4 separate regions of the Mus musculus genome follow, and regions 1, 2 and 4 are each linked to region 3. A link is a contact called in public HiChIP or PLAC-seq and promoter capture Hi-C data. All regions are on one chromosome and are shown on one strand. The core of a region is the stretch at or near the end of the contact, and the rest is flanking DNA. Distances in the headings are between cores, read along the strand shown.

The links. Promoter capture Hi-C pulls out the DNA fragments that hold promoters and counts their contacts. HiChIP or PLAC-seq counts read pairs in DNA pulled down with a chosen protein or histone mark.
Region 1: a contact with region 3 is called in an H3K4me3 HiChIP or PLAC-seq map of embryonic stem cells, with 16 read pairs. The contact joins the enhancer-like site here to the promoter of Rfx4 in region 3. A contact is called at or near these places in 15 of 39 promoter capture datasets (the 3T3-L1 cell line, the C10 cell line, HPC-7-derived erythroid cells and 10 more), 2 of 15 datasets of contacts at CTCF or cohesin (pro-B cells and stem cell-derived epiblast-like cells), 11 of 484 Hi-C or Micro-C datasets (differentiating embryonic stem cells, embryonic stem cells, liver and 4 more), 27 of 115 datasets of contacts at active chromatin or transcription factors (astrocytes, bone marrow-derived macrophages, craniofacial prominence and 15 more) and 5 of 9 other capture datasets (adipose tissue, embryonic stem cells, liver and 2 more).
Region 2: an H3K4me3 HiChIP or PLAC-seq map of embryonic forebrain shows a contact between it and region 3, with 4 times the contacts expected there. The contact joins the enhancer-like site here to the promoter of Rfx4 in region 3. A contact is called at or near these places in 8 of 39 promoter capture datasets (the 3T3-L1 cell line, the C10 cell line, cranial neural crest and 4 more), 12 of 115 datasets of contacts at active chromatin or transcription factors (craniofacial prominence, embryonic basal ganglia, embryonic forebrain and 7 more) and 5 of 9 other capture datasets (adipose tissue, embryonic stem cells, liver and 2 more).
Region 4: a contact with region 3 is called in a promoter capture Hi-C map of neural stem cells. The contact joins the promoter of Mterf2 here to the promoter of Rfx4 in region 3. A contact is called at or near these places in 4 of 39 promoter capture datasets (cranial neural crest, embryonic stem cells and neural stem cells), 2 of 115 datasets of contacts at active chromatin or transcription factors (both in embryonic stem cells) and 2 of 9 other capture datasets (embryonic stem cells and liver).

The regions. Positions count from the first base shown.
Region 1 is chr10:85,040,619-85,047,733 of GRCm38.p6, reverse strand. No RefSeq gene overlaps it. Among named protein-coding and RNA genes, the nearest start is that of Gm34633, 40 kb to the right of the region's middle. Within about 2 kb of position 2,848, at least 52 of the 459 cell types and tissues checked have an H3K27ac peak or open chromatin away from gene starts, as enhancers often do. A contact at or near this core is called in differentiating embryonic stem cells, embryonic stem cells, liver and 5 more, where this site is marked.
Region 2 is chr10:85,022,016-85,028,991 of GRCm38.p6, reverse strand. No RefSeq gene overlaps it. Among named protein-coding and RNA genes, the nearest start is that of Gm34633, 21 kb to the right of the region's middle. Within about 2 kb of position 5,546, at least 45 of the 459 cell types and tissues checked have an H3K27ac peak or open chromatin away from gene starts, as enhancers often do. A contact at or near this core is called in embryonic basal ganglia, embryonic forebrain, oligodendrocyte precursor cells and 1 more, where this site is marked.
Region 3 is chr10:84,751,966-84,759,356 of GRCm38.p6, reverse strand. Rfx4 (regulatory factor X, 4 (influences HLA class II expression)) reads right to left here and starts at 3,309. Exons shown (of 18, transcript NM_001024918.1): 1 at 2,844-3,309. The coding sequence starts at 2,886.
Region 4 is chr10:85,125,117-85,131,957 of GRCm38.p6, reverse strand. Mterf2 (mitochondrial transcription termination factor 2) reads left to right here and starts at 3,931. Exons shown (of 3, transcript NM_028832.3): 1 at 3,931-3,996; 2 at 5,472-5,590. Cry1 (cryptochrome 1 (photolyase-like)) reads left to right here. Exons shown (of 13, transcript NM_007771.3): 13 at 1-258.

The DNA of each region.
Region 1 (7,115 bases), core at 1,599-4,098, 290 kb before region 3:
GATCTATCTCTCCAGCCATGCTGCTACCTTCAGAATGCTGAGGTTAGGTGCCAATACAGCTGGTTTATGTGCACACACACACACACACACACACACAGCCATGCATGTATTTCAAAACAAAAACACAAAAGCTCCAACTGTGTGTTTCATGGAAGCATTACACTAAAGCTGCAAAATAGTCCAAGCTACTCACCACACTCATCACAGTTGTAAATACAAGAAAACAAAAGTTATACGTTGGGGAAGAAAAGGAGTATGACTCATACACTTGTAACTGCTAATAATTTTAACTCAGGAAACCAAAGAGAACCAACAGAAAAGTGGCTATAAACAAGAAGAGCTGTCTGTAAGGCTGCCAGTAGCATCAATGTTCACATACAAAGGCAACAAGTTCACCCAGCAAATGTAAATCCATTTAGGATAGTGTAAACAAAATGAGTAAACTGCAAATCCATGAGTCCATGGTAGTCTGGGTTTGTATTTCTGGGCCTGTGATGAAGTGGAACAGGGAAGCAGCCCATGTCACGTGTCATGTGTCACGTGACCGAGAAGCAGTGAATCCAACCCCCCCCCCCCCAACAAACACACACACACACACACACACACACACACACGGTGTTTTTCTTTTTTGAGGCAGGGTCTCATCTAGCCCGGGTTGACTCACTATGAGGCCAAGGATGTCCCTGGGTTATCTGGATCCTTCGGCCTCAACTGCTGGATTTCAGGGACTGCAGGTACACACACTGCACTTAGCTATGGTGAAGACTATCAGAAGATACAAAGCAGACAGAGAGACATAGGGGTTAAAATGGAGACACTCAACATCATGTAAGTTCATCAGGAGACCACAGCTGATTTTGAATTTGAACCTGGAAATTGTTTTGCCTAAAATGCAAATAATTCATGGCATCTCCAACAGGTGGCAGTGTCTCATGATTTCTTCACAACGGTTGAGCCAACCAAGCAGGCAAATCGCACTTTGGTGTTAGCGTTTACTTCAATACCTTTAATGTATGGAAACCTGCGGGTGACATAAAAACAAAGAGCACAACCTATCCCTTTGTCAGGACAGAGCTGGGGAAAGATGCAGGGAGAGAAGTCTGTGCACATAACATCACATTTAATTTGAATTCTGCTGCTCGAGCAGATGTAAAACACAGCTGAAGATACTTGCTACTTTGAATGGAGATTTCATTGGGGGAGGGGAGGGCTCACCTCATAGACTTATACAGTAAACATTGATGGCCCTCAGTGTGCAGATCTCCTTTCCTGCCCCACTTTTAAAACATTCTCTATTTGACAAAAGCAGCAACATAGCCTCACTATCTTATTATGATCTCAAATCCAAACCATTTATTCATTCGTTCATGATAGAAATAGTTCCAAGTCCTGAGGTCGGGGACCCCTAAGAAAGAGTTAGGGGAAGGACTGAAGGAGCTGAAGGGGAGGGCAACCCCATAGGAAGACCAACAGTGCCAACTAACCCAGACACCTGGGAGCTCCCAGAGACTAAACCACCAACCAAAGAGCATACACGGGCTGGTCCAAGCCCCCTGCACATATGTAGCAGAGGACTGCCTTGTCTGGCCTCAGTGGGAGAGGATGTGCCTAATCCTGTAGAGACTTGATGCCCTAAGGAAGGGGGATCATGGGGGAAGGGGAGGTGTGGGTGAGGGAGGGTGTGGGTGGGTGGAAGAGTACTCTCTCAGAGGCAAAGAGGAGGGTGAAGAACTCGGGAGGGGAGACCAGGAAGCGGGGGCAACATTTGGAATGTAAATAAATAAAATAGTTTAATTTTAAAAAAAGAAATAGTTCCAGGTCAAATTGCATATGATTATTTAACTATTCTTCTTAATGTTCCCTAGCATTCTTTTTTAACGTGTTTCTTATTCGTTCTACCCAATACTGATTTTATTAAGGTATAGGTGCATGTATCCTGTGCTTTGACCATGGTCGTTCCCTCTCTTTCCTCCCTAGGGTTCCCATTCGCTCCTCAACTATCATGCCCTGTATATTATCTTCGTGACTACTTTTTTTCAGCGCATAAGTGTTTGTTTGTATATTTATTCCCGTTGCTCGGAATGTATTTAAGAGCTTAGAAGATGTGCACATATCCAGTGAAGTTAGTGTTCCTGCTGTCACCCCTCCACCGAGACCCGCTTGGAGTGCCTCAGAAAGATCTAGATGCTAATAAACCCAGGCAGACTGCTAGAGGGCAGTAGAAGCGCGTGCTGCTTTTAGTCCCCGACCAGCTCCGGATCAAGGCAGGCTCTTCCCTCCCATTTCAAAAGGGAAGGCCGAGACCCCTCCAGAAGGAAAGGCAGCAGCCATCAAGTTTACCTGACCAGTTACTCAAACAATCTAAAAGCAGAATTGCATGCAGATCACCTGCTTTTTAATGATTTAATATTTACGGCATTTTTTTTTTTACATATAGGTACATTGGAAATTTTTTTAATGTTTTGTGTAAAAGCTTTTTGTTTTGTTTTGTTTTTGTTTGTTTGTTTGTTTGGAAAATGACAATTCAAAAGAAGGAGGATGCAAATAAGTGTCTTTCTGTTTCCCACTCAGTTCTGCTGCTGGAGAGAAACTGCTCACCAAGTCCCAAGACCCAGAGATAGTTGAACTAAATGCAGGCTGACTTCTGGTGCCCTGTCTGCGGTGCAAGCGGGGGTGGGGAGCAGGCGGGCAGAATTCACGCACAGAATCTAGAGTAATGTGAACAAAAGCGTGAACGCTGTTGACCCCAGGCAAACGTCTCCATCACCCACCCACCCAGCCGTGCTCCCCAAAAGGAAATCTACAAAGGTTTCTACGCTCTGAAGTGCCCCCCCCTTCTTCTTCCTGTTGATTTAACAGATCCGAAACCCTACCAGCGGCACCCACAGTATCGATCTTGGTAAATCCTGCCTTCTGAAGCTGTCCCTGGTGTAATTAAATTACTGTAAATACAATTAGAAAGTCCCTCTAGGTGGTCTGTGTGACACTAGCCCCAAAGGAATTGTCTTGAAATATCTGAATCCAAAGTAAAGAGGAAAGTGGCGGAATCCCCTTAATCTTTGGGGCCAGTCCTTTGAGGATTTGTGGCTGTGAAATAACCGGAGGCTGGGGGGAGAGGGGGTTAGGCATAGCCAGCGGCACTTTCAGGAGACATTTTTTTCTGTACCCGGGCCTTCAGGGTCAGTGTGGGGGCTCCGGTCTCCACTGCCAGCTTCCTGCCCCCTCCCCTTGTCTTCTTTCCGAGGCCTGACCAGTGATTTGCAATTCGCTTTCATTCTGGCTGAGCAGGGTCCTGGCCAACTTCGCATCCAGCACTTGTGCACAGGGTTGGGAGCTGTTGCTATGTGGTCCACGTGTGTTGCTCAACAAGCTTAAACTTTGCCTAGCCCGTGCTAAACTAATTTGCGTCAATTTGTCTACATCATGCCAACAATCGTTCTGAATAGGGCATACAAGGCTGTTGAGAAAGGGCCTGGGACCAGATGCCGCCGGCCATTCTGCCGAGCCTCGAGATCTCTAGTTCTTCTCCATGGTTTCGTCATATCCTAGTGACAATGTTAGTTTTTCCACTGTGGAGTTAAAACTTTTTTTTTTTTTTAAACAAAAGACACTGCCTATACAACAGGCAATCCAACCGATTTTTTTTTTTTTGTAAGAAAGAAACTGTTGACACACTGTTTCCTAACAACCCCCTACCCTCAGTTTTAAAGAAGCAAAGAGTGTGAAGTTTTAAAGAAAACGTTTATGCAGCTGTGACCAGGTACTATACAAACTGTCCTTCTTTTAGACTAAAACTGTAAGCCTAAAAGCCGATTGCTTTTTACAGAAAGATAATTTTAAAATAAGAAAATAATTAGCACTTATGCCTACAGACAGTCAGACAATACAGGATAGCCAAAGCCGTTTGTAGTAAAAAGAGTTCTCGTGAAAGATTTGTTTTATTGTTTGAGGCAGGGTCTCACCCATAGCTCAGGCTGATCTGGAACTCACTGTATGTAGCCCATTTTGGCCTTGAAATCACTTTGATTCTCCTGCCTCAGACTCCCAGGTGTTGGAATTAGAGGCATGGACTATCACATTCAGCGCAAAAATAATATTTTTAGAGACTTACTTTCTTTTTAATTGCGTGTGTGGCTGTATCTGTGTGTGGGCATGCGCACGTGTGTGTAGGTTCCCTCGGGCGCTAGAGCAGGGCTTCAGACCCTCGGGAGCTGGAGTCACAGAGGTCGTGAGTTCATCAACAAGGCTGCTGGAAAACAAACCCTGCCTCTCTGCAAGAGCTGTTTGAACTCTTAACTCCTGAGCCAGCTCTTTTTTTTTTTTAATTTATTTTATTTTTATTATATGTAAGTACACTGTAGCTGTCTTCAGACACTCCAGAAGAGGGAGTCAGATCTCATTAAGGATGGTTGTGAGCCACCATGTGGTTGCTGGGATTTGAACTCAGGACCTTCGGAAGAGCAGTTGGGTGCTCTTACCCACTGAGCCATCTCTCCAGCCCCAAGCCAGCTCTTAAAACCCAGGAATACTTCTTTCTACATAGCCACGGCTGTCCTGCAACACACTGTAGACGAGGCTGGCCTTGAACTCACAGAGATCCACCTACCTCTGCCTCTGGAGTGCTGAGACTAAAGACCCAATGGCCCCCAAGAAACGCTTTTAATGTAGAAGAACTTTCTGTTCGTTGTTTTTTTTAAGCTTAGCCTACAATGCCTCTCCTTGCGTTACCACCCTGTCACACACACACACACACACACACACACACTATGAATCTAAAATATTTCCTTAGAAAATTGATAAATGTTCAAGTGCATTTAATTTAATGAGTGATTATTGAGCAACTACTATGCACCCAACACTTTTTGAAACCCCAGCCGGCAGCTGCTCCTTCTTTCTTTCACAGTGACCACCAGTAGTGCTGTGAATCCAAGCTGTGGCCAGCTCCACAGGGCCACCCTTCAGGCCTCAGACATGCATTGTCATGACAGGTTAGGATTGGGGAAGGGACTGCACAGACCCTAGAGCAGAGCATGCAGTACTCTGGACTCCCTGGGGTCCTGAGGAACATGCCTCTTCAATCCTGTGTATTCCTGCCTTCTGGGCAGGGACTGCAAAGGGATTCCTTCTACCTGGGCCAGGGTAAGTGGAGCTGGCTTGTGGCTTGGCTAAGCATAGCAGGTTAGAGAATATAAGGGATCTTGGAGCTGCCATGGGAGCAATGGTGGGCTCCAGCAAGCCTGTGAGGTGATAAAAAGTAGGACGCAGACACTGCATAGCCTTACCCAGCCTCTGCCAGGCACCTGCAGGCCAGAGTTGTTTTGTGTTTTTGTTGTTGTTGTTTTGCTTTGCTTTGCTTTGCTTTGCTTTGGCAGGTGAGCAGAAGTGAAGAGAACAGGGCTTCCAGAATGACATGAGCTGACATCTGGGGAGACACAGGACATGGGGCAGGGGCACAAGCCACAGTGTATGGTCTCAGTGTGTGTGAACCCGCCAGCAAGTGACAGGAGAGACTTCGTGCTGAAGTGCTGCTTTGCAGCCCTATGTCCAGAGTTTGGTATGTTCCAGGCACTGTGAATGAGACTGGGCAATGTTCTGCACCAGATGGAGAGTGGGCTCTTTTCACAGGGTGGCCACTGAAGTCTAGTGAAGGGGCCTACCTTCACTACCTGGGAGCTTGGCAGAGCTGGGCATGGAGCCTGAATGGTGGCTCTGTGGGGCAGCAAGGACAGTGTCCCCACAAAGCAGACTGTACAGCCTGGAAGTCACAATGTTCCTCTCTTGGGGATGACCCACCACACCTACAACTCCTGAGGCCCCAGATCTGCAGCTCAAAGATCACATTTTCCAAAACAGACTGGGTAGGGAGCCTCATGTAGGGAGTGTGTTTTAGATACCCAAGTAGTACCATGTTCAGGACAATTCCATGGCTTCAGTAAGCTGCAGGGGGATTATGGTGATGGGGATTGTCTGGAAATCTGAGAGTAAACATCAAAGTGTGCTTTCCATTTATGTATGCTTTCTCTGTATTTGGTTGTTTTACAGACTTCATCATCAATATTATTAATCATGTGAGAGTATTATCCCACTTCACACTACCACCACCACCACCACCACCATCATCACCATCTTCACCACCACCATCATCATCACTACCATCACCACCAACATCACCATTGCCACCATCATCACCATCATCATCATCACCATCACCACCATCATCACCATCACCATCACCACCACCACTACCACTTGAAATAAGGTCTCACTATGTTGCCCAGATTAGCCTTGGAGTTTTTTGGATCAAACACTCTCCATCTCCTGAACAGTTGTGTCTGGCTCCAGCTCATAGTTGAGGAAAGACTGAGAAGTTAGGAGAAATATGGCTGCTAGCTCAAGCTTTATATCCCTGAGGTTCAAACTCTGCTCCAGTGTTAAACCAAAATTCTTCCCTCAGGGTTGGGCTTTCCATAAAAGCAGCTGGGAGAATATAATGTGTACACAGCAGAGCTTGTCTATGTGGTGTGTATACATGCACACATATGTGCTTGTGTGGCTGCCAGATGTGAGTGTTAGATGTCTTCATCACTTTCTACCTCATCTGTGTGTATACATGTGTATATATGTGTGTGCATGTACGTGTATGTGTGTGTGTGCATGTGCATGTGTATATGTATATGCATGTGTGTGCATTTGTGCATATATGTGCATGTGTGCATGTGAGCATGTATATGTGCATGCATGCATGCATGTGCATGTATGTGCATGTGTGTGTGCATGCATGTGTGCAAGTGTGTGTGTATGTGCACATGTGTGTGCATGTGTGCAGCTGCATGCATTCTACAGTGCATGTGTGGAGATCATAGAGCAACCTCCAGTGTTGCTTCTCACCTTCCATCTTATTTGACCCAGAGTCTCTAGTTCACTGCATATATACTAGGCTAGGCCTGGGACCATCCAGAGAGTTTCCTATTTCCACCTCCCATCTCATTGTGGTGGCACTGGAATTACACACATACACACACACACACACACACACGCACACACACATACATGCCTGGAGTTGTAACCTCAGGTCATCATGCTTGCAAAGCCCCAACCCCTCTCCACCTAGTTCT
Region 2 (6,976 bases), core at 4,297-6,796, 270 kb before region 3:
GAGACAGATGCTGGGCAATGGGAAACCGGCTGATGAGACCTTGGCTGTCTTTGAGCAACTAATGTTGCAGGTCCAGCTTAGTATCCCACTCGAGGTCAGTGTTGGTTCATACTAGAAAGCCAGTGGGTCTTGCAATCAAGCTTCAGTTCCAAGCCTACGACTTTCATTAATGATTTACTTGTTTAGATATTTGGTTTCTCATCTGTATAAGGGAGATAATAATAATAATGGCATTTTCACAGTGTACACAAACATATACATGCATACATATATACTACACATATACATGCACACATTATTGGTGTATGTGTGTTTATATATCCAATACTAGTGCATATACTATGTAAACAAAATAGCTTTTATTGTTCTTTTTTTAATGAAGAAATGTGTCAAATGTGTCAAGAAATACAGGAAAGTGGCTGTGGAATAAAAAAGACTCATATTTTTAGGCGAAACAAACTTTTAAAGACAAAAATAGCTAGTCAAAGAAATTTCTCTGCTCAATAATTCCTTAACAGAAAATGTAGGTTCACTTCCTGGAAAGCAGTTTGGCCAGATGCAAACTGCTGAGCCTTGGATGAGCTGACTCCTCCTTAGCAAGCAATCTGCTCTTAGGAATCTACACTAAGCAAGTAACGAGGGACACATGGGTTTGTTCCCAGAGCCATTCCTGGATGCCATTGTAGTTAGGCCCAAATAACAAGTCATGAAGTAGCAAACTCATTACCTACCAGTGTGGGATGCCCATGTTGGAAAACCTTGGAAAGTAAGCGTGTAGTACCGAGTGTGCCTGGGCACATGATGCCCGGCTGTAATGAAACATGGAGAAACATGTAAGGCTTCCAGTCAGATCTCAAGGTGTAATAGGTAGCTGTGAGGAGAAGCCATCCAGAAAGAAACAGCAGGCTGTTGCTCCGGCTGTAGTCACTGTTCACCGATGTCCTCACCCACAGCCTGGCTTCCCCTGCTGGACTTCGGCCATATTGGCCTTAGAGGTCGCTCCTTCACCTCAGCTGCTCCAGGCATGTGTGTGTGAGCACTTGGCTGCAGCTGAGGCGGAGGGAGTCTTGGCAACCTCAGCGTGGTTCTCACTGCCTGAGGGAGGACAGTTAGTGAGAGGCCAGAGAAAGCCAGTTGACACCCTGGCTTGGCCACACCCTGATGTGACTTTTTCTGCCTTTGCAGTGATGTCTTCAAAAGTCAGATAAGGGAAATGGGCGTAGGTGATCCCCAAAGAGCCTTAGAGCCTCAGGACTCTGCTTCCACTTAGCAGGAGTCTGCTGCTGCCTGTGTACCAGGGTTTACCACAGACTCGGGAGTGCAGTACGGAGGCAGGCTTAGCCACGCTCCTAGTAGACCCTCTGAGCAGGGTTCCGTTCTCAGTCTTAAGTATCAGCAGTACCTTTTCTTCTCCTACTTTATTGATCTCTGAGAGCTTTGTAGAATGTATTTTTGGCTGTACTCACCCCCTCTCATAACAACCCCTACACGCAGCACCCCTTCCCTACCCACCCAACTTTCTGTCCTTTTGGACATAACAACGAGGTTTGTTTTATTGTTTTGTTTATTTATTTATTTATTTAACTTATATTTTATGTGCCCTGGTGTTTTGACTGCCTGTGTGCCTGTGTTGGGGTGTCAGATTCCCCTATAACTGGTGTTATCGACAGTTGTGAGCTACCACGTAGGTGCCAGGAATTGAACCTGGGTCCTCTGGAAGAGCAGTCACTGAGCCATCTCTCCAGCTCCCCCATATAATGAGGTTTTAATTCTTCTCACCTTCCTTAAGCTTTTTCTCCTCGATTTGACTTTCAAATCTTTACTTTTGTATCATTAAGATTGATGAAATTTAAATTCCGTTTGGGGCTAATAATTAAACCTTCTGTTCTTTCTCTATTATTTGATTCTAAAGTTTAGAAGCCAGTACCTGTTCTTTATCAGAGTTGCACTGAAGCTGATTACATTTCCCATCATGCATTGTATTTTGTCTCCAGGCCTCTTTCTTCTTTTTACTACACAACTTGAAAAAGATCTTCCTCCAGCCAAGTGTGCCAGTCGTGGTTTTATCTAGGGATGTCTGTAATTATGCTGGGGATGGGAAGAGTCTGATGAAGAAGACAGAGGCTCAGAGGGGGAGTGGCTAGTGAGGGTGCCGGTGCCATAGCCAGCACTGGAACCAAGGCTGAGAACACAGGATAGCTCTGAATGCCTCAGCCTGGCATTTAGTGCTAGGCTTGGGGTTAAGGAACTGGCTGGGCACGGGGCATAGAGAGCGCTGTGTGGTTTGGAACCAGGGCATCCACCGAACTGTCCAGGAAGTCTCACTGCCTCTGCGCCTCTCCGTCCCCCATTAAACCTGAAACGAAGAGCTATTCTTCTCAAGACATCAAGAAGAAGGAGGCTATTCCCCACCATCAGCACCCAAAGCTGATGTTCTAATTAAATTACTTCTTGAACCATACATAAAATTATTTAGTACCATAGAACATTAATGTATATTGTACATTAATTTATTTACCCCTAGCATATAAGCAAGTAAAGGAACTTAATGAAAATAAGCATACATGAAATATTCAACAATCATTAAAATGCAACATGACTATTAAACCAGACATTTAAATTAATGCTTCTAGACATATCTGTGTTATTAGAACATACACCATTAAGTCATAAACTCTTCTCTTCCATACGACTATCCCCTTCTACATTTGGTCTATTTGTCTACCATCCTCCGTGAAACCAACCACCCGCCCACCAATGCCCCTCTTCTCACTCCGGGCCCATTAAACTTGGGGGTAGCTAATATGAAACTTTATTAGACATCTGGCTCTTACTTCAGGGCCATCAAATGCATTATCACCCATACGTTCCCCTTAAATAAGAGATCTCGACAGTAACAGAACTAATCAGCCCATGACCAACATAACTGTGGTGTCATGCATTTGGTAATTTTTAATTTTAGGATACTTTCATCAACATAGCCGTCAAGGCATGAAAGGACAGCACACAGTCTAGACGAACCTATGGTTAAGGATCATTGATCCTCATGACCCAATCAGTGCCAATGCAGACCCCAGCAGGGATAGGGTACGTCACGGTGTGCAATCCTCTTACTGCTTCCATTCTCTAAACCGGCTTCTTCCCAGGCCTGTTGGATCCTGGACACCTTATTCTCCCTCTGCCCATAAGTATTCCTGGCTTCTCCAGGCCTTGGTACACAGTTACCTGTCACTCCTTCTTCACACATGTGTCCTTAACTAAAATGCTACTACTTAGAGCAACTTGAGTATGTATATGTGCATTGTTTGAAAAACTCATATTGCTAAAATTGTATAGATTATTCTCGCTTAGCTTTGGTGAACTATGTAACATGCCTTCAGGGATCTTCCACAAACAGTTTATAGCTTCATTGAAACTCAAGCTATGAAATTACCAAATGGGATTAAAAGAAGGGACTAAAAGACTAGATGTGACAGGTCATCCGGGGGATGTGAGCTTGGGTGTAAGAAATTAGAGTGAAGAACATAGATCCGAACAGTCTGAGAATCGAACCTAGTTTCACTTACACTAATTGAATGACTTTGGACAAATTACTTGAAGTCTGTGAAATGAAAATAATGCTAACATCTACTGATAGTTTGTTGATAAGATGTGAGATATGAAATTACTCTTTTACTTGTAAAGAACTAGGCATATTTGCTCATTGATGTTTTTATATAATGGAATAGTTTTGGCTTATCTAGTTTATATATATAATCACAGGAGGAGATTTGAAGGAGGTGGGGGAAGGGAAGTATATTATACATACATACATATATATGTATACAATCATATATATGTGTGTGTATGTATGTGTGTGTATATATATACATATATATGTATATGTATGTATATATATATATATATATATATATATATATATACACATACATGTATATATGAAATACAGGCTCTCATTGTGCATCCTGGCTGCCACAAAACTTACTATGTAAACCAGAAAGGCCCTTTCTCCTCAGTGCTACACTAAAGTCATGCACTACCACACCCAGCCTTTTAAAACAAGTATTTTAAACTATGTGTTTATTTTTATGGTATGTGTGTGTGCCTGAGTTTATGTCTGGGCATTATGTGCACGTAGGAGTCAATAGGAATCAGAAGATTGCATTGGATCCCCTGGAGCGAGGGTTATAGGCAGTTGTGACTGGAAACACTAGAGCTGGGACCCAATCTAAGTCCCCTGCAAGAGCAGGCAGTGCTATTCACTGCTGAGACATCTTTCCAGTCCCCTTTACGAGTCTTTAAAATTACAGTTTTCCATTTATTTATTTATTTATTTACTTGTTTATTTACTTTTTGGGTGTGTCTGTGTGTGAGCATGTGTACACACACACACACACACACACACACACACACACGCACACATGTTTGTATACACTGACACATGAGGACCTGTTGTGGGAGTTGCTTCTCTACTTCCACTAATTTTTTGAATTGTGTGGCAACTAGTCACTTTGTGTTGTGCTTCTCAGTCACCCAGGTTTAAGTAGGGTCTTCACTGCCATGTGGGAACATTATACTCCAGATATGTCTTCATCTATGAAAGCGCCCCCCCCCCCCGCCGCCCCATTTAATTTTCTCATATTCTTCGGCCATGCTTTCTCTGAGACCTAACGGGACAGCAGACTAGCCGCATCCCCTTCACCTAGACACACAGGCTCTGAGGCCTCCTAGCCCCTCCAAGTCTAGATCTTCATATAACTGCATCCCCAGGTATTTGTGTCCTGCGAAATCTAAGAACTCCTGAAGAGCCCTGCAGTTTCCTCCTGGCCTGCTGCTCCCATTTGATGAAGCCATTTGTGCTAATATTGAAGAACACCTTTCTTCTTACGTGTGGGTATTCTGCTAGACTCTTTGTCTCATTTCAAGCACCCGATGAATGGGTGTTATCGTTGTCCTGAAAAATGAAAAAGCAAAGTTCAAGGAGATGAAATCACATAGCTGCTGAACCAGCCACCTTAGAGTTTCAGTTTGGCTGAGATTAGAAGCTTCATTCTTCCTATGGCTGCCCCTCGGGGTTCCCATCTCTCTATTCGCCTGTCACAAAGCTGATCACCCGATCACCTGAAGGTGAGCCCTTAGTTAGTTGTGGGTCAAGGATTCCACCTGCCCTCACAGGAGGAGATTCCAAGGGGGGCGGGGAGGAAGGATTTTTGTGAACTATCAAGGACTTGACCTCAGGGATGTCCTGGCCACCGTGGCTCACAGGGATACTCACCTCACATAGCTGTCAGAGCTGCAGTATTTTTCAGGTGACTCAAAGGTGACTCAGCCTCTTTCTACTGGGGTCACTTCATGCTTTTCTGTCCTCTCCTCAAATGCAGAGCTCTAGCAGACCCTGTTGTAGGACTGTGTTCATTTCCCAGGGCATCCTCCCGACCAACCGACCGTCCCTGCCTCCAAGTTGGCCAGGCTCCCTGAGCAGGCAGGACTGAGCCTGGCGCAGCAGCACATTGGCACGGAGGGGCCTTTGTTGTCCCTCTGGGCTGCACCCCCCTTTCACTGTGGCCACTTTCACTCATTTCTCTTGGGAGCTGCCTCGATACAGAGAAAGGCCTTTGGAAGCCTTCTCTTTTCAGCCACTCTTTATTGAATTTCACCTCCATGTTTTCTTCTTCCCAAATAGGAGCATCATTTATCTTGGACTTTAAGTTGCAGAGGTCTTTAAAAGCTTTCTTTTTTCCCCCAGCTGCATTTGTTGACACACAGTCAATCTGTTCCTTCCCTCCACTCCCCGGTCCTCCCACCAAGCCCCCCAAGCAGGCCATAAAGTGTCTACAGCTGTGCCTTTATTACCCTTCCCTTTCTATGGCCGCAAGGGGGACGTGCTGAAATATAGCGCAGCCATTACTGCTGACAAAAAGGGACAATTTTAAAACATTTTTGCTTTTCATCAGGGAAGCCCATGGCACAAAAGAAAGTGCATCATTTTATTGTAAATGCTTTTTAATATGGGTCACTTGGCCATAATCAGCCCCAAAGGACAGAAAAGTTCAAAGCCCCAAAGCGGCCCCAGATATATTGAGAGTTTCCCCCCTCAGCCTTTGCCTTTTAAATTATGCTAATTGACGCCAAGGAAAAGGGGGTGGGGTGGTAATCTCCAATCAACCCATGCACTCTGCCTGCCACCCCCTTCTTTTCTTACAAAGAAAAGCACGTGAAATGCATTGGCCCGGCCAGGAATGGCAGCCGCAAACTATTGGGGCCATTTTTCATTTTCTTCAAGCAAGTATGAAGACGAGGAGGCTTGGGACTTGGTCTTTCAGGATGGGGCGACTTGCCCAGCCCTAGTGGGGAGGAAAGTCTTGTTATCTTCCTTGCAGACAACCAAGATGAATTTGGTAGGGACTCTCCGGCTTGTAAGCTGAGTTCCCAGGGGTCTGCAGAGGTGTGAGGTACAGCCCAGGGCAGGGTGACAGGTTAAAGGTAGCTGTTGTTGTTATTGCTGCTGCTGCTGCTATTGTTGTTTCAGACAGGGTTTCTATGTGAGCACTGGCTGTCCTGGAACTTGCTTTGTAGACCCGACTGGCAGAGATCTGTCTGCCCTTCCCTCCTATGTGCTGGATCAAAAGTGTGCATCACCATCCACCACCGCCTGGTTAAAGTTAGTATATTTATGTAGTGGATGTCAGGATTACCAAACTATGAGACTAGAGGCAGCAGGATTTGACACCTATGTAGAGTAGACTGTGGTAAGCTTATCACAGTCCTCCGACTGCCCTCCCCTTCTCAGTCCAGACTCCCACACTGAACTCTGACTCTTCCTGCCTGAGGCTGCCTCCGGAGAAGGGATTTGGATGGGAGGTGACAGTTGGAGCCATAAGAAAGATTCTCCTAATAGTTGGAATGAGGGCAACCAGTTGCCTATGTGGTTCACAGAACCTTGACTGTGCAGTCCCCAAGAGTTGGTTAAGAGTCT
Region 3 (7,391 bases), core at 2,060-4,559:
CGTAGATAGTGACTGCCAAACGAGTCTGAGCACTCACTTTGGGGCAAGATGGGTCGTGCGTGTTGTCGCCGACTGTTAAACTTAGTCCTGGAGGACCCGCACGTTGATGGATCCTGAGCGCACCGGCTGCCTTTGCAGCCCGGCGGAGCTTGGCGAAGCCGCCAGAGTGCTATCTTCGAGGGGCTTTGCTTTGTCGTGTTGAGAAACCAGAGAGCCGAGGACCCAGGAGGCGCGCGCCGGCTCCGGGGCCTCCCCCGACGGGGCCATTGTCTTGGCGCCACACTTGTAGTGTATTTTGGAAAAACTCAAGGAATATATTACCAGCTCGATGCGCGGAACAAAGGGGTGAGTTTCCGCAGGTCACGCTGAAGTGGGCCCAAAGCAGGCCACTAGAGCACCGGCCCCAGCAAAACCGTTCTCCCATGCCGGAGGCACTTTGCGGGGATTTTTTTTTTCTTTAAGAGACAGAGACTGTTGCTTCGACTTGCCGGTCCCTCTGAACATGGATGCTCTCTGGACTTCGCTCCAGCGACTGCTGTGAGCCTGTTGTTTGAGCCGGTTAAGAATGAAATCACTGATTTCGCGTTTCTACTGGAGCGCAACCTTACGCCAAGGGAATAGAATCGAAATGCCCAGAGGAGCGCTGGGCTCTGCAGGCTCTGGGAGGGGGGAATGAACCTTTTACATAACAAGAGAAACCCAGAAGAAAGACTAATTGGATTAATTCTCTGGAAGGGGGGCTCCTGGATCGGACCTAGGCACTTTGCTTGTCCGGAGTTTTGCATGTGAAATGTCACCTGGTGCGCCTGGAGTGACTTCTCAATTGATGCCATTAACCAAAACTCTTGATTTTGAGGTCAGGAGTGTGATCTAGGAGAGATATATATCTATCCTAGAGACGAGAGAGGAGAGGATAGGTATATTATCTATCCTAGAGATCCTAGTATGAGAGAGGAGCGCTGGAGTTTCATAACCCATTTGGGGTGTTCGCAGTTGGGATGGAAGTGGTCCGTGCTCACCCAACCACCTGATAAACCTCGAAAGTGTCCACAATTCTAAGACTCCCCTCACCAAACACCCAAAGGACTCTAGTCCTGTGGAGGGATCAAGTAATATCTCATTTAGGACATGCCAGCTTTGGGATATGAGGAAGGCCCCCGACACCGTGTACAGACCCCTTGAAAATACTCGACCGCTAATTCTGTACAAATGGGCTTAATCTGGTTAAATCCATTCACTTTTCGAGCCGTGGCTCTTAGGAGGTTTTCCTTGAGTTAAAAGAATATTGAAGCAAAGGCCCTTCCTTCTCCAGAACCAGGACTGCTAGCGTGTGCAGAAGACAGACCCCAACCGGGCCTAAGCCGGGTGCCGCTCTCCAGAGAAGACCGCTTCTAGCCTCCCCGCAGGTGCTCACCCGCTAACTAAGCTGGACTTTAGAAGCTCGGGCTTCGGCTATGCTCAGGAGCTCACTGACACCCAGGAAAGCGTGAGAGTTTAACTGTACCGGAGACAGAAAAAAAAACGTACCCTGGAATGCCGCAGATACCCCTGGGCCAGCGGTCTCAGCCACCAGGTCTGCAATGTAGGCCAAGAGAGGCCTGGAACTTTCCTCCCAGTACAGAAGAACAAGGTCTGGGAAGATATCTAGATAGCTTAATCTTTTTACAACCTGCCCTAGGGGTGGGTGGAGTGGGGGCAGAGTTGACTGTGGTGTTATTTGCAAGTAAGTTAATGTGTGTCAGGGCACAGCTGAGGCCAGCAGGCACTTGTTGCTCAGCTGCAATGCCCTCACATTCTCTCAGGTTTCAGTCAAGCTGCTGCCTATGCCCAGGCTGTGGTCTTACCACCCCTCAAAATTCCAAAGCTGCGGCCCAGCAGGGATTGGAGTGGCCTGGTGGAGAGACTGAGCCTAACGGAGAGAGTAAAGTTTTTTTGAGAACCACTACATGGAAAGGACATAGAAAAAAATAACAGAATTTGAAGTGCGGCGGGTCCCCAAAGATGCTAGGCGTAGAAGTTGACCAACGGATCGCCTGGAGAAGATGCTGGGCATTTTCGTTGTAAGAGATTCCGTGTGTTCCCTTGTGAACCGTGGCGACCCTAGTGCCTGATGTCCACCACACAGCCCTCAAACTACAGGCCGGTTCACAAAACTCAGTGTCAGGCCTCTTCATATGTTCTGCATTCTGCTCCCCCCACCCCCCTTTTGCAAGGTTACAGCCTCACTGTGGAGAGGCTAGTGAGTCGCGTCTTCGCGGCCGGGAGACTACAGTCCTAGGGGCCCATCTCTCCTAGCCCAAAGCTACTAAAGCCCCAGGACCACCGGGTTCGCCGCCGCCACTCCCTCCCTGCAGCGAGATTCCAGAAGCAAGAGCCTCCAGTGCGCGGTGAGACGCGGTACGCCGTCGCCCTCCTCCGCCTTTGGAGCGTTCGGGGCCCTCACCCCAGATCCTAAGCATACCACTACCCTAGCCAAAGCCAGGGCCGCCGCCGGGTCCGGGCGGGGCGGCTTGCTCGCAAAGCTCTTGCAAGTAGCATAAACACCTCGAGCTCGCCGCGAGCCAGCGAGCATCTTTATGCAACTTTATGTCCAAGTGAAAGCGCGCGCCTCAGAGTGCGCGCACGCGCACACACGCATTTACACTCACACACACTTCCATGCATCCACTTACACACTTAGCGCTGGACCGAAAACTTCTGCACGCTCTCCTCCTCTCCTGGGATCCCACTGTCAGGTTGCCCCGCCTGAACTTTCTGCAACTCTTTCTGAAGTGACCCCCGCCCTGTCCCTTCTCCTTCCTCCCCCCTCCAATGACCCCCCTCCAAGTCCCACCAGGACTAACCTGTGGAATCCATGTCGGGTTCCTCCAGTAACCCACAATGCATGCTCTTCCCATGGACAGCACAGACGCCCCCCAAAAGTCCTGATATTTGGGGATCCCCTGTGCTAGAGATGCCCAGGGAGGAAGGGAGGGAAGAAATAAGGAAGGAAGGGATAGCGAGAGAGAGAGGGGGAGACGGTGGGTGAGAGGGCAAAAGGATAAAAGGGGAAAAGAAAGAACTAGTGGAAAGAAAAGAGGCGAAGAAGCGAGGGAAGGAAGGAAGCTAGAGCTGAAGGAGAGAGCGAGAGAGCGAGCGAGCGAGCGAGGGGACACTCAGTAATCCAGTCGGGCAAAGCCAAACCCGTCAAAATGTTTGCGGATGTTTCATGGGAAAAAACATCATTTTATAGGAGCCCCGATGGGAGCAATGTCATTGATAGGCCAGCGGGCCTGATGAATGGCCGCTCGTCAGATGGGGCCGTGGCGAGGCGCACTGTGAAGCCCATTGTGGGCCTGTTTTGAATAAGAAAAGCCGCCTCCGAAAAGGGGGGCTCAGAGCGACGCAATCCCAGCCCTCCGACTTCCCCCTTCTATTATAGCATTAGCAACGTTTTTCTTATTTAAAGTTCCAGAGGCCTTCTCCAGCCTTAGCCCGGCACTCATTATAGACGAAATCAAAATTGGCTTAGATCTGCCCCCCTCTTCAGTCCTCCCGCGCCCGGGCCCCGCGCGGTGCAGCCATGAAGGGGGGTGCAGAGGTACCCGAGCCCTAGGAGTCTCCTGTGCGTCCACGAGTGGGCCCGACTCCTTTTTTTCTCCCCTCGAGACACGTCCCGTTTTCGCCTTGAGTTAGATTTTGAGTAGGGGCCGGGGAGTAGTGCAGAGGGGGTATGTCTTGAGTTTCTTCCACGCAGATCCGCGGACGTGCGTGGGAGTAGAAGTTGAGGAAGGGGAAAGTGAAGCCTTAGGTTCCCATAACCAGTCTGAGGGACAAGAAGGCCGCTTGGCTGCGAGGGGGTGAGAGGCTGGCTTGCGTCAACCAGAACTTTTGTACCCCTTGTCTCTCGCCCCACGGGTCTCTCCAGGTCGGCGTGCCTCGCTGTCTCGCTCTCCGTTTCTCCCTTGGCAGCCAGTCTCTTTGTCTCTCCCTAGTTCTGCGTTCTCCCTGGGTCTCTGGGACCCTCACCCCCACCCCCACCCCCGCGCCTCTTCCCATAACCCTGTATGTCAGTCTGTCTGCGTCCGGGCCCCTCCCTCTTCCCATGTCCCCCGGCTCCCCCCTCTGCCACCCTCTCGGTCCCCCACAGCCAGCAACGGAGTTGGTGAGAAGCCCCGGCGTCAGAGCTGGGGATGAGGCTTTCCCAGGGACCCCTCCCCGGCGCAGTTGAAAGTGTGGGAGGGGGAGGGGGCCGGGGCCTGTGGACCGCAAGTGGAAAGTGGGGGTGGAGGGGGGGCTCCCGTGGCCCCGGGAAAGTGGCCGCTCGCGGGCCGGCCGCGCTGTGATTAGAATATGAATGGGCTCGGCGGGCGGAAGAGAAAGGCGGATTACCCCGCTGCTTTGACCATGGACAGAGGCAGCGCCAGCGGCGCAGGGGCGGATCGCCCGAGTCCCTCCCGCCGAGCCGGGTGCGCTTCTTGCCCGCGACCCCGGGCCTGCCCACCTCGGGCCTCCGGGTAGCCCCCCGAGCCGCGCCGAGTGGGACAATGGTGGGTGAGGGGCAAGGGACTAGCACGTGCCGAGTTAAGGTCACGAGATGCAGGGAAGGGGCAGCGCGGACGGGCAGAAGGGTTCGAATCCCGGCTCTGCAGATTCCTTCATCTTTTTTGGGCCTCAGCTTCCTTATCTGTGAAATGGGAGTAACGACGTTTCTCCCCCGTTGCTCTCCTCAGGCCCTACCGGGCCTCTGTGTGTTGCCCCTTCTTGCTCAAACTGCTGCTAAATTCCAACCCGGGTTATCTCTCTTATCTCTTATCTCTCTCACACAACTATCTATCTTGTGCCCAGAAGCCCTCGGCCACCAACCCCAGGCACACAGCTTTCCCTCTCTAGCAGTGGATGAAAAGCTTTAGCGGCCTAAGGGGATAAATACTACTATCTCCTCAACCCCGTGGGTTCCAAGTGAGAGATCAATGACTGCGTCTTTTTCTAGAAGCCTCACTGGCCCTGTGGACAAAATGCCAGGGTGCATGGTCAAAGGGGAGCTCTGCCAGGTGCATCCATTGACCTGTGGGGCAGAGGTGATCTGTAGAAGGCAGGTGAGAATTTTAGGCAGAAGGTGCTAGCATTGCACTCATTAGTAGTGTGTGTGTGTGTGTGTGTGTGTGTGTGTGTGCATGTGTGTGTGAGGAGGGTGGGTGATGGGCTGCCCTCACAAAGCAAGGGTGGCAGAAAAGGACCAGGAGAAAGGGGAGCAGTGAGTCAGCCCCTACCAGCTGGTGTTTGACAAATACAACTGAGGCTGCGCAGCAGGGCTTTCCTCATCCCTGCCCTGCTTAGCCTGAGAGCAGAGAGGTTCTCTGAGCTTATATTGGAGAGACACAGGAGGGAGAAGGCATGACGCTGATTGGTTTGTGTAGCGTGTTTGTCATATGATGGAGTGAACAAACATCAAAGACTGTCAAGAAGTGACACTGGAACTTAAAAATGGTGCCATCTTTCACTTCAGGTCAGATAGGAAGAAAGAAAGAAAGAAAGAAAGAAAGAAAGAAAGAAAGAAAGAAAGAAAGAAAGAAAGAAAGAAAGAGAGAAAGAAAGAAAAAAAGAAAGAAAGAAAGAAAGAAGGAAAGAAAGAGAGGAAGGAAGAAAGAAAAGCAAGAAAGAAAACGTCTTAAAGACTGCTACCCAGGGGCTGACCTGGGTACATACATGCTGTGGCATCTTGCGCAGCTTCCTGAAAGTTTGCCATCCTTTAATAAAATGGCGTAGTTGAATACTAATAGGTACCACTGCCCCAGACCTCAGGGATACTACCTCAATTAACCCCACAACACCAAGAGCACGTTGCTGTCCCCTCTTTAGAGAGGGCAATGGGCAATCAGTATGGCCAGCCTGGGCAGTCAGAAGGGCTGTGATAACGTCCATCCTATCCTCTGGAGCACAGCTCAGAAAGGCAGTGGAGGAAGATACAGAAGCTGAGAGACTGGGGAGGGAGTGTCTGATAAGCCTGGAGAAAATGAGGACCACATCAGAAGCTGAGTTAGCCAGGCCTGGAACAGAGGCGAAGGCCAACGGGAGCGTCTGTCTGGTGTGCTATGGAACCCCGGAAGGGGTAATGGAAGGTGCTTTCTTTTGAAGGCTATGCAAAGAAATGGATCTTGCAGACATTTTGAGCATCCAGGGCTAGCAGCGCATTTGGGATCATGATGATCACAAAGTGGTGGCAGGAAGAGAGGATCTGGTTGCCGGAGAGGGTGGTGCCATGGCTAAAGGAAAGGGATGGTTGACATTGGCGCTCAGCAGCTGGGGGCAGGGCTCTGGAGACTCTGAGAAGGACCGGAAGCGGTTCTCCAGCCTTGGTGCTGACTATGTGGCCAGAAGAGAATGTGGAAGAGCATCGCCTTATCCAGGAGCTTGCCCCATTCCACTCACTGAGCAGGGCAAGGAGGATGGCGAGAGGAGGCGGCGAAGGGGTGTTGGCCTGAAATGCCCATTAAACTTGCTCATAGCCCAGCAGACTGGCAGGCCCAAGAAGACACAGATCGACAGGTTTTGTGTAGCATTGGTGGCTACTGCAGCCTCTAGGGAGGTTTACTGTGCGGCTTGGAAGCAAAGATGAGTGTGGCATCCTCTGGTGGGCTCTGCTCCTATGCTCTGGTTCCCACAGCCCTGCACTTACCAACCCTGCCCTGTCCTTATCGTTATAGGCATGATGTCAATGGGTGGTCGTGATTCACACACACTCTCTAACCTCCCTCCACTCCTACACCCTGGCTTCTGGCTCTACAGACTCTGGGTACAGTAACTGGCTTACTTCCTAAGGACTATATGGCGCAGGTTCCGGCCAGCCAGAGGCGTGCCTCACCTGCACGCATGCGCACTCCCTAGTGCTGGATTCGTGGGCTCCTGACTTGCAATAAGTGATACATGCAGCTGACTGGAATGTTATGTACTCGGCAGCCTGGAGAACTGCGTGATTCCCCAGGGGAATCTAGAGATCTGTGAGCTAAGAATAAACATTTGTCGTTATAAGCTTTGAAAGCATAGTCGTACTGTCAGAAAGGGAAAGACAGGTAACAATTGGTCTGTTATTCTGCCTTGTTTAAGAGAATAAAAGTAATATTAAGGGTTTATTAATGGGCTAAGGTTTATTGCGCATCACTATGAATATGCCATGGATCAAAGAGTTTAAATGAATTATCAGAATAATCCTGGGAGATAGGTACCACATTATACATGAGGCACAGAGGGTAAGTAACTTGCCTAACACAGCAAGAAACAGTAAAGGCATCCTTACATCCAAATAATTGTCTCGGGAAAGAATAAGCCAATATAAAAGAAGATGTCCCATGAGACTTGTCCTCTGTGGTAACCTCTCTACTATGAAGTGCCTAAGACACAGAGCTCGTGGG
Region 4 (6,841 bases), core at 2,682-5,181, 370 kb before region 3:
TTTAAACTTTCTTAAAAGACTTTGTTAAAATTTTAGGGCACATTTTTCCAGACATCAGTGTTTGATCTAATTTTGCAGTCTTTGATAATAATGCTTTAGAGAATACATGTAATCAAGTGCATAGGCCTCTGTCAGCGAGGGCCATCTGTGTTACAGCCTCCTGACTTGCGCAGTGCATTGTGCCGAGCTCCTTTGTCTCTCCGCCTCTTTATTTACATCTACCGTGACTTTGTTATTAAAGTATATGCAAATATGGAATCTCGTGTACTTGTGTTCATTTCTCATTTTGTTTGCTTGGTAAGAGATTGTTATGTGAGGCATGACTAGATTACAAATATAGAAGGCATGTGTCTGTCACCATTCTGAATGAAAGAATAGGTACTCTGACTAGCAGATAGTATCTTTCGAATTATCTGGAAGGCAGCTTTCCAGTCTGGTTTCTGTGTTCTCACATAATGGGTCTGTGTCTGTAAGTCAGCCCGTGTGAGGCAGCAGCTAAGAGTGTGGGTTCAAAATCAAAGCCTTCCAATTAGTAGCTTTGAGATCTTAGACAAGACTTTACCTTTCTGTCTTGAGTTTTCCAACTTAAATGGGAGGAAGGACAGTATCTGCTTCAGAGACCAGTTTCATGTGAAGTGCTCTTAGTTCTGTAGGGCATACAACTTCACCCAGTATGTGTCAGCTGCAGGCTGCATGTGCCCTGGGTTACATAAGCTAGCTGCCACTGTTCTCACTGTCACTCTTCTTGCTGAGCTGATTAGGCATTCATACTAAAGGTTATATTGACTAACTATTGGCTTTTCATTTTGCTGTCCTCAATAGTGACACTCAGTATAGTGGGGCATTTATGTATGACTCAGTATATAGGGGCTGGATCATAATAGGGCATTTGCCTAGAATGTGTAAGGAAGGCCCTACATTCAATCATCACTACCACATACACAGACAGACAGACAGACAGACAGACACACACACACACACACACACACACACAAAATCAGTATAGTTTTATTGTAAAGGTAACTAAAAGTATAAGTTTGACTTAGAAAACAGAAACATGTTTTTATATGACAGGCATTTTTAAAATATAAACTGGATAACAAATTAATAATACTTGATAGATTCCAACAATAAGAATGGCAAGATGTTCCAGTTGTCTTTCACTAATTCCTGATCAGTGTGGACCTGATTGTATTACACAGAGCTGCAAGTCATAGGCCTGAGAGTCATCACTGTCCAGGGGGAGCAGACTCATTGCTGATATAAACTCCTCTTGGCATAGGAACAGTTCGCCCATGTGGGCAGCTGGGTGTTGGGTGACATGTTCTCTCTCCAGAGATTGCCTGAAAGCTGCCCAAAGGAGTCACTAAAGGTAAAGAAGTCCGGGTATGAATCAGAGTTGCAGTTTGACACTATCTTGAATACGGTATTCTCCCCCTAATAAGCTGAATTAAGTCATCAAAGTCCTACCAGAGGTTGAAGTATTAAAAATATTTAAGCCAGGTGTGGTGGTACATACCTTTGATTCCAGAGGCAGGTGAATCTCTGAGTTCAAGGCCAGCCTAGTCTATAGAGTGAGTTTCAAGACAGCCAGGGCTACACAGAGAAATCCTTCCTTAAAATAAATTAATAACAATAATGATAATGATAATAATAATTGGCTTTCTTTTAGTTTAAGAACAATTTTATTAGAGTTTAAGAGAAAGCATAATACAGGTGAGGTAAAAATTCTGGCAGCACCAGGAGAAGAAAGAGAAGAGGTCATGTGTTTTAAATTGAGTGTGGACTAGAAGTACCGTAGATTGTTAGGAAAGGAAAGGCATACGAAGCAGCCAGCTTCCTGACTCCTTGCGTTCTTACTACTGCGCACTGAGAAATTGAAGGAGCCATGCTTTTGGATTAACTTGCAGCTTCCTTATGTTTTTCTCATGCCCTTAAAGCAGTGACTTTTACATGTACAAGAATGATAACCATTGTTTAGTTACTTTTCTGTTACTGTGATAAAGCATCAGTGCAGCTTATAAAAGAATTTAATGTGGGTATTTCAGACAGAGTTCATGATCACAGAGCACGGAACACCTGAGTTCTCACACCTCAGTCCATAACTGAGAGACTCAAGAGGGAGCCCAGGAATGGCAAGAACCTCAAAGCATCTCCTGCAACAAGGCCACGCCTCTTCATCCTTCCCAAACAGCTCCACCAGCTGGGGCCCAAGTATTCAAACAAGCCTGTGGGGACCATTCTCATTCAAACCACTATACCCAGTATAACTTTATTTCTTATAGAGACTTCAGAATTGTTTGATTTTTGTAGTTTTCTTTAGGAAAATATACATAGTAGTAGTCTCATCACCTGTTCCTCCTAAGGTTTTTTCTGAGTGTCAGGCCCTAGAAACGCACTGTAAGAAGATGGCAAAGTCTGAGCCCAGTCACTGGCCACAGTCAGTGTGGCTGAGTTAGCAGCTACTTTTGATCACAGTGCACAGGTTGTGTGGAGCCTTGGTGCAAGCTTCCCACACCATGATTCTCAGTTCTGCGTCCCTCTCCTAACAAGTGATTGCACAGCATGCAATTCCAAGTCTTGACTTTAACACCTATAACTTTCTTTCTTCCCCCCCTTTTTTTTTCAATTGTCTGATGGGGGGTGTGGGTTGGCTTTTGAGACAGTGCCTGAAACTAAACAAAACTGGCCTAGATTACTGTGTAATTCCAGGCTGTCTTTGTCTAATCCTTCCCCATGCTGCGATGTGACCACTTATTCCTTTTCTATACTTGACTGTAGTTTCCTTTTCCCAAGTGAGGATAGCACATCTTAACCATGAATCCCAAATTTTTGTAAGAAAGTGTGCAGTAAAATCCATGAATAGAGTGTTGATGTGCTAAGAAGGGTTATTGGACATAGATCACCTACTCATCTAGGTAGTAGCTGCTCAGTTAATTCCGGAGTAGCCTGAGGATCAGAACTGATCTTTAGGAGTCAGGACTCTGTTCCTCTAAAGCCCACAAAGTGTAAACCACACGGCTGTTTTCAGATATGATTAACATTCTGGAGTTCTTAACTGTGGATCAAGCATTGTTCTTAGCTAAGGACATAATCAGGAGCCTCCACTCCACATGAAGGGGAGGTGTCAACCTGAGTGAGAGACCCTTAGAAAGGTAACGAGGCGGGCTATCAGCCTAGGAAACACCATTTTCCTTGCTCTAACTGCATACAGCACAGGGTGGGCACAGGGGACTCTTTCCTGGGTAGCACTTCACTCTCATTGTGGTTACCACGTTAATGTGTTTCAGTTCCTGTTGCCCTGTCCAAGGTCCTAGCGCTGCAGTTCCGCATGCTTGGTGCTGAGGCGGCAGCCTGTAAATATTTATCTGAAGGATGGATGAAAAAGATTCTGGCTTTTGGTTGGCTGGTTTATGAGTGTGGGCATCACGAATAACTTAGAATGTAAAGCAAAAGGCAGTTTAGCAGTATTTGGGCAAAGTCATCTAGGGGTAAAAAGGATGAATGGCATTTAGGGAATCAGACCTGGTGTTTACCGCAGATGTGAGGGGTTTGTTTTGTTTGGACAGGTCAGGTTTCAAAGTTTTAAACTTGAGAATTCTGAATGGCTCCACATTACAGACAACAGGTTCTGATCTGCCCCTCCTCCCTGCCTCTTTCTCTCAACGAGTTGTAACGTTCTCTAAGGGACAAAGAGACTGAACCACCAGAGTTTGCTGAGACAGAAGCGCCAGGTGGCACTGGTGGCAATAGACCCTGTAGTGTGGCTCACTTATTCCCACGGGAGCCTGTACACAGTGTTCTAATTGGCTACGCTCGGGATGGAGGCGTGACTTCCTGCACATCAGTTTCTCGAGCTCTGATTGGTTACCAGCCAAGGCGAAGCCCTGCCAGTTACCTAGGATCTGTTTCCTGAGTGGAGAGGCCTGCGGAACAGGGTGGGAACTTAGCTCAACGCCCAAGGTCTCTCCGCTGTGCTTGGACTGCTGCCCACAGGTAAGCCACCCTATTTCTCCAGCTCTGGCTGAGCCTCAAGCCTGCCTACCGGGGTCAGGGTTAGCAGCTGCCCACCGAGAACGTCCACACAGGCACTCCACCTCGGAGCACTGAAAAAAGGAGGCTGCACACGTAAATAAGAGGCCACGGTAGCGGTCCTGGCAGGGCCCTTCCTCTGACCAACTTTGTGGTTCTTTGCCTACAAATTGGAATTCACTTGAAACTGTCAGATCAGAACTTAATTGGTTTTATTGAGAGGACTGTTTTAATTATAAAAATGTATTTCTCACCTCAGGATTGCTTGAGAGGATTGCATAAGAGAGCAGACTATGTGACCTTTTTAGCAAGAGCATCATTGTACATAGGACACAAGGCTAAGAGGACTGCCATTCTTAGGTGGGCAGCCTTGGGCAAGCTACACCTGCATCCTGGCCTCATCTTTAAGGGGAACTATGGTTTAATGAGGAGTAGATGTGAGGGCTTTGTTTTGTTTTTTAATACTCTGAACTACTATTAACTCGTTTAACATGATCTTTCACCAAGGAATAGCGTCCCCATGTTCCTGATGCCCACACTGCCCACACAGAAAGGTGATATTACTTCCTAAAAAGTCACAGCTAATTGGAGATTAATTCCAAGGCAGTGTAGCTGCGCTAAAGTAACTCACTTTTGCCCTCTGCATTGTTTCATAGCCTGATTTGTTAATTTGCTGTTATTGCCTTGTGCATCGTGTTCTTTGTTTGCTCATTACAGGAAATAACAGTATTCAGTCTCGGCTCTCCCCTGCATACACAGTCACTATGGGCTGCTCATAGTTCTTGCTAACGCCATTTCTGAAGTGAAAAAGGTGTGGGCCTTCCTTATTTTTTTTTTGTAAAGTCTGTAACTCTCAAGTTCTCAGATGGTCTGTGATCCCAACAGAAATATGAAATGTTTGGCCAGGAGAGCTAGTGCCTACCATCCTGACAGCAGCCTGAGCTTAAAACAAACAAACAAACAAAAAAACAAACAAAAAAACCCTACAAGTTGAATGGACAATTGATAAATATTACTATAAAGTAAAAAAACACACCGGGAACTGCCTGCCCCTCTCTTTCCCAGAGTCAGTGATGGCAGCCCATGAAGGGCAGGGAGACAGTTCATTAGAACACGGTGCTGCAAAGTGGGTTGTGTGGGATAGTGAAGCAGAAACGTGAGGGGTCACAGCCATCCCAGGTGGAGCATTGCAGTCCATGGTGCCGTAAACACCCTTAAAGGGGACATGGGGCTTCATCTATTCTGAAACATCAGAGGCATTTCCTTAAGAAAGTGACGCTTACTTCTGAGAGTTGATTGACAAAAGCACAGTCTTTGGAGACTATGTAGTGGGAACAGAGTCCGCCGGGACTGAGAAGTGACTGGTTTGTGAGGAAGGGAGATGGGAATTCAGGTGGCAGAAAGTCTTTTCTACAAATTATTGTATGTCTGTCCTAAAGTGCCACTGAGGTCTATTGCAGAGAGGTGACAGAATCACATTTTAGAAGCTACAGAGGAGTCCTAAATGGACTGACTGAAGCCCTGGAGAAGGACAAAATCGCTCAGGAGAGACTATAAGGTAAGAAGGAAAGCATATTTATTTGTTTGTACATTTGTTTGTTTTTCACTAGAAAAACTCATTCATTTCTAATGCTTTTAATTAAAATACAATTACATCATTTACACTTCCCAAGTACACACACACTCCATTATTCTCTCTCAAATTCATGGTCTCTCTCATTTCTTTAATTATAATATTTTGGGTTTTTTTTTTTTTTAAACAAGTTGTTACTTTACAGTCCAAACTGGCTTAAAAATACTCTAGGTAGACCAGGCTGACCTAAAACTTATGCGTCAGCCTTCCTAGTGCTGGAATTTCAGGCTACCAAGCCTAAAGATGCACCTGTAGAGGAGACAGAGAAGGGGTGGCCAGAGGGGAGTGGTGGGGAGAGCAAGAAGAGGGGAGCACTTTGGAAGTCAGACAAGAGACTGTTTTGAAAAACAAATGGTCAAACGCTGCTGGATGCTACAAAAGTCCAGAAAAGTAGGAATTGAAACTACTCATTAGCTCTGATAGCAGGGAAGTTGCCTTTATTGAGAGTTGTGAAATAGAAGAGGAAGGAGAATCTGCATGGATCAGCTAAGAGGACAGAACAAAGGAGACGGAGGGGAAGAGCAGTGATATCAGAAATGCAGAAAAAGAGAGGTGGGTGCAACTGTTTAAGGCATAAATGTGAATGTGACCTCACTTGATTATCTTTATTGCTCTTTATAGATTATGTGTTGGGTGGGGAGAGTTGGCCTTTCTTAATAAGGTGAAAAGATATTTAGGGGTGGTGGGGAGGTGTGTGCCAAAGTGGTGCATGTATGGAGGTCGGAGGACAACGTGCAGAAGTCAGTCCTCTCATTCCATCACGTTCGTTTCTGGACTAAAGTCAGAGCAGTAGCCTTGGCGACAGCACCTTTACCTGCTGCCTGTCTTGATGGCTTTTCTTTCATTTCCTTGTTGACGTACAAAGTCCCAGGATATGGGCAGAGTCCATTGAAAATCTGTGTGGAGGAATCACTACTCCAGCTGCTGTTGACGACGTGTGTGGGCGGGGCCAAGACATCAGCATTATGGGAGTTGGAGGGAGCGGATTTCAGCCCTCACAAGTGCCTTTGAGGGGAATCTTGGAAAGAAATACAGAATGTGACAGAAGCAGGATTAGAGATAGACGCCTTGATGTGACTATATCGTTCGGTCACCAGATCAAACTTTAGCAGATGTGGACTTGCTTCCTGCCTGGATGACTGGGGAGTGGTTACTTGAGGTGAAATCCATTCTTGG